Regions from separate parts of the Anas platyrhynchos genome. Here region 1 is linked to region 2. A link is a contact called in public Hi-C data. All regions are on one chromosome and are shown on one strand. Each heading gives the region's core, a stretch centred on a gene start, on an enhancer-like site or on the middle of the called end of the contact. The rest is flanking DNA. Distances are from core to core; before and after follow the strand shown.

Region 1 (2,700 bases), core at 132-2,631, 93 kb after region 2:
AGAAAGGAGCAATAGCAGACAAAAGAGATAACAGTTGGACAAAAACATTAATAACATTATCTGACTTGATGGTCCACAGATGTTGAGACCTGGAAACTCAGTAAGATAAACCCGGATGGGTAAAGAAAGTTTTGGGGAATATGCTCCAAAGAGCATGGCCAGCAGGCCCTTCTAACTGCATAGTCAGTGGAGTCACGCAGCAGGAGGCACTGGAGCCTTGTACTGCTCCCTGGTAAGGGGATGAAGTTATGTGCTACACCTTGATTTGGACCGTGGAAAGCATGATCTCATTCCTGTCAGTGACTTGGGCTAGCATGGGTGCCCTCCCCTAGCCACTGCTGGGATTGGTGTGCAGAGGCATGATCTTCCCTGGAGCAGCCATGGGATGGGCTGTGTGATCCACTCCTTTGTGTGTGCATATTGTAAATACTATGCTGCTGTTTTAATAGATTTTTCATTTACAATTACTGCTTCACTAACTTCACTATGCTTTTATAACTTCTTTAATAACTTCTTGTTAATAAATACTTGAATTAAGCAAACTTGTCTTTTCCCTGACAATCACAGCCACATTGCTCGCAATCCAGAAATACTAATACACCAGAAACAGTTTAGATCTAAGTTCCAAAAATAAGAAAACATTGGAAAACACATCTAATCATATCTTTCCATCATATTTTCTCCCCATTTTACTTTGAGGAGGGGGAGTGGTTGAGGTGATACAGTGACAAATGAGGGAAATACGATAGTTCATGCTAGAGAGGCAGCCCTATTCAGCTATTACAATGATTCTCTGACTTGAAGGTAAGTTAACTCCATAAAATTCATTTAAAATACACAACTTGCTAATTTAGACTTGATAACAGGAGGGGAAAAATCGCATGGAAATTATTCACCTTGATCTCTGAAGAATTTCACTGAAGTTATTCAAAGAAATGCCACATGTGGACTAGTTTTAGGTATGATTCACAAAAAGGTTTAGTTTCAGAGACTTATTTTTTATCCCCCTCTCTCCCTCCCCAAATTATTAATTAAAATGATATTCTTTACATTCTCTAAGTATTATAGGCAGAGTCTTTAAGTACTGTAGGAAGACCCTTGTAAAAAGAATCCCAGACTGCTCGCAGTTCTGAGAGGTAGCGTGGTTCCTCTTACCTAGTTGCAAACCTCCTAGTCTTTGCTGGATAACCTCCAAGTGATGGATATATTCTGTTAGTGATCGTTCAGGATCCTGAGTAGGCACAAATGACTTTTCTGAAGCTGAACTTGTGGATGGAGTCGATCTTAAAAAGGAAAACACAGAGTTTTGTTCTTATTGCACACTGTCCTGGTTTCATCTGGGATTGAGTTAATTTCCCTTCTAGTAGCTGATAGGGTGCTGTGTTTGGGATTTAGGATGAGAATAACATTGATAACATGCTGATATTTTAGCTGTTGCAGAGTAGTGCTTATACTAAACCAAGGACTTCTCAAGCTCCTCACACTGTCCTGCCAGCAGGCAGGCTGGGGGTGCAGCAGGAGCTGGGAGGGGACAGACCCAGGAGAGCTGACTCAAACTGGCCAAAGGGGTATTCCACCCCATCTGAGGTCATGCTGAACAATTAATATGGGGGAGCTAGACAGGGTAGGGGGACTGGCAGCTCCAGGATAGCTACTTAAGCTACTATTGCTTAAGATCTGGATGGGCATGTCAGCCCAGGTGAACAATTGTCTTGTACATCAGCTTCAGCTGTCCATCCCATGCCTCCCCCCCCCATCTTTATCTCAATCCCTCAATCCACCAGTTCTCTCGTTTTTATCCTTTACAGTCCTCCATCCCAATGAGGAGAAGCGAGAGAGAGGTTGTGTGGTACTCAGCAGCCTACCTGGTTAATTCACAATGCTCAGTTTTCTTTAACCAGCAGACAATAATTTTATTCATAAAGTACCCAATTTATAATAAGAAAGTTAAAAAAACAAACACATGCCACGCTGATGGAAATTTGAAATGCTACCATTCACATCAACTGCTAAAAGTCTGTATTATAAGAAGGAAGCCACAAATGAGGAATAACTTGTGGCTATGCATTATTTGAGGTTACTCGGGGTGCTTGGAGAGTCTGGAACTGGGAAGGTAAATGACAAATGAAGGCCATGTCCCTCCAGCTCCAGCACTGAGCTTGCAGCTCAGGCATTTTCTTAGCAGCACTGTGCAAAATGCCACTTGTGACATACAACCCAGCAACAATCATCTGGGATCGTATTCCTGTGCAGAACTGGACATAATTAACAAAAAACTGGAAAAAACACACACAGCAAGTTCCCCACCTCCCATTCAAGTGTGTTTACAGTCCGAAGGCAACTAATACTAATGCAGTGCTGTCCTATGGTAGAAAAGCCACTTCCGCTGGAAGGTGAACCTACTTACTTGCATTCTTAACATAAATCTCCAGTTTAGCAGGCAAAAGCAGCAGGAATTACTCCTCAAAGAAGGTAACAGACATTACCATTTTAAATACTTCAGCCTGTCCAAATTAAATCGGGGAATGCCACTAGGAGTATTCTCAGTCAAAGAACATCAGACATACTCAAAGGAAATGAGAATTTTTCTTCTCCTGTAGCATCTTGAACCAAATTAAATACTTACCAGACCTAAGAAAACAAATACCTCCTCTTGATCAAGTACTTTCTCCAATAAGTGGTTACATTTTTAGGAAAGAC
Region 2 (2,700 bases), core at 86-2,585:
CAGAAGTTTTTGTTAGTTTGTTTGTTTTGTTTTGTTTTTTTTTCTATACTGAGAATAAGCACAATGTAGTTGCCTTCTTGCAAGCAACAAGCTGCCAAACATTTCCAGCAGAGGCCCTGAGCAGCTTAGTTACTAAAGCCATGGAAACTCTCTTGCCACTGAGACAGAAGTGCTTTCTCAAATCAATTAAACTTCAGTTAAGAGATTTTCCTCAAAATAAATGGGTGTAAAGTGTGTAATTACAACTGTTAGAAAGATTACATCAGTTTTAGAATTCAATATTGTTTGTCTGAAAAGACCCAAAAGCAGGTGAGACATGGCAAGTGTGGGGTTGAGCAGTCAGTGGGTGAAGGTTTTTGTTTTTTTTCATGTGTGTTTTGTTTTGTCTGTTTGGCTGGGTTTTTATTTTTATTTTTGCCTTCCTAAGTATTTTGTCCAAAACTTCAGAAATACCCAGCAGCACGGAGGAGGCACAAATAAACAGTTGAGAACATAAGATGTCTCCCCCCTCAGAAATGCAAGAGATGCAACTTTCAGCAATCTCAACATTTCCTGCAAAACAAGTGATAATTAAAAGCTCTCAAAGAAACACTTAGAAGACCATGTTCTACAGGACAAAATGAAGTGTTTTTAGGAAAATACATGTATTTGTATGTCAGCGTGCTGAAGAGACAAGTCCACTTACCCGCAGCATGTCGGTCTGTGTTCCAAGCCCTTTGGTGCACATCTCCATCACCGAGTACGAGCAGAAAGTGACACGCACTTTGTATTGACTTACAGCAGACAACCAGAGAGATACATTGCTCTCTAGTTCCAGAGGAGGGACAAGAATAGACTGATGACCTGAATATACACTAAGGAAAACAAGAAAACAAGCATGAAAACTTCAAGCCATCATAAAAAGCGAGAAGTTACTCAAAGAAGAAGGGAACCAAACAACTACAGGAAAAGTGAGAGCTTGATATCTATATGAACTTCAGCTCAGCTCTTTAGAAAGCAAGCATCTCACTGGATTTTCGACTGATTAGTTGGCAAGGCACTATGGGTTAAAGTTAAGCCACAAACTTCAAGGTGAATTTATCTGTCCTGCAGTAAGTTGCACTGAACTACAGGCAAATAAATTCTCAGTGCCTTGAAATTTAGGCAACTTTTCATTTTCACATATGTAAACTACAGTAAGAGAGAGGGTAAGAATACATGTGCCATCCCACAAACCTCTGCCTTCTTTGCAAAGCCTGCTTCCCATGGCAGGCTGTGGTTGCAGCTCTGTCTCTTAGACCTGTTATCTCTGCCTGCTAGGCACAGCATGCAGTCAACACAGCTTGCACGAGAGGCATTGCCTGCCTAGCCTTGACCTAAGAATCAACATCGCCCTGGCAGCTTTCACTGCGGATTCAGAGCTATGAGGAAGCATTCATGCTCTTTGGCTCCCACCTCACTCACACTCATGGCCCCTCCTCACTCTTCTCTCACCCTCTCCACAAGCACCCAATATCCAGCACAGACTGTGTGCCTTGCAGCAAACGCCACTCATGTCTGCATCCAGGAAAAGCACCTGTCTAAATCTGCGTGGTGAATGAGAAGAGAGATTTGGTAGGAATGATATTTCTGCAGGGAGGTGACAGTTAGAATAGAAAACATGAATGTTGTTCAGGGGAGAAGTTCAAAACCATCAGAGTTTCAAAGAAAGGAATTTCAAAGAGTTTCAAAGTTTTCAGAAGTTCAAAATCATCAGAGAAGATATCCATGAAAACACTTCAGTTCCTTTTTTCCCTCCCTTGGATTTGGTGTCTAATTAATTTCAATTGCAAAACCAAAGTTACTTAAGTAACTGACTGACTTAAATAACTCTTTTACTGCATGTTGGTATGAATGCTGTATGTTTTTATGAAATGCCTACAAAAAGTTAATCTGGGGTTACACTTATAGTCTTGTCCACTACAACTAGCTGGGATTCTACAGAAGTGAGGAGAAAGATAGGGACATGTGAGAAAACCTATGATTCAGTAACATACCTGCACAAGCACCATAGTGCAAATCCCAAACCACAATAAGGGTCAAGGCAGATGGCAATCTGACGCGAAGGGTATAGCTCACACTGTAGCTTTATAGAACGACATAAGGCACTTGTAGCTGCATGTGACATCTGTAAGAAGAAAGCAGGCTGTCTTCAAGGATTTTTTTAAAAAGAGGTATCACATTTAATACCAACAGAAATGCTTGTTGTAGAAGATACAGCAATTGGTAGTGATTCTTTTTACATGCCTGTGAAACAGGAAAGGGATATAAGCCGAAATTTTTAGCTACTTATCAGGCTATCTGTAAGTGATACCTGTGATGTCAAATAATGTCAAGGAATGTCTAATATTGCTGTGATAAATTGCAATTGAAAACATTTGTGAACTTCATCACAAACACCCTCCCTTTAGTCCCCTCAGTGATTCCTCACATACAACCAGGTAGGAATGAATGCTTCCGAAAAGTGCATCAAGAAACTTTAATGTCATGCACATTTTAGAACAAGCCTTCTGAACACTAAGATGACCCACTGGCAGAAGGAATGAATGTGAAATATGCCAATATATAAGAAAATTAAATTTAACAGTCTCTCTTCAAGTACTCTACCTTTACTCCTGCTAATATGCCAGTAGTAGACACGCTGAAGTCCAAATATGCCAGCATATCTGGAGATGTAGGTCG

What was found. Hi-C and Micro-C count contacts between places; a contact is called where the count stands out from the background.
Region 1: a Hi-C map of small yellow follicle shows a contact between it and region 2, with 2.2 times the contacts expected there. The contact joins two enhancer-like sites. A contact is called at or near these places in 2 of 8 Hi-C or Micro-C datasets (small yellow follicle and subcutaneous adipose tissue).

Annotation. Positions count from the first base shown.
Region 1 is chr7:28,463,595-28,466,294 of IASCAAS_PekinDuck_T2T, forward strand. PCNT (pericentrin) reads right to left here. Exons shown (of 54, transcript XM_072041132.1): 53 at 1,156-1,283. Among named protein-coding and RNA genes, the nearest start is that of DIP2A, 6.7 kb to the left of the region's middle. Within about 2 kb of position 1,382, at least 2 of the 8 cell types and tissues checked have an H3K27ac peak or open chromatin away from gene starts, as enhancers often do. A contact at or near this core is called in small yellow follicle, where this site is marked.
Region 2 is chr7:28,370,481-28,373,180 of IASCAAS_PekinDuck_T2T, forward strand. DIP2A (disco interacting protein 2 homolog A) reads right to left here. Exons shown (of 43, transcript XM_072041101.1): 28 at 2,626-2,700; 29 at 2,016-2,146; 30 at 686-854. Among named protein-coding and RNA genes, the nearest start is that of S100B, 22 kb to the left of the region's middle. Within about 2 kb of position 1,336, at least 4 of the 8 cell types and tissues checked have an H3K27ac peak or open chromatin away from gene starts, as enhancers often do. A contact at or near this core is called in small yellow follicle, where this site is marked.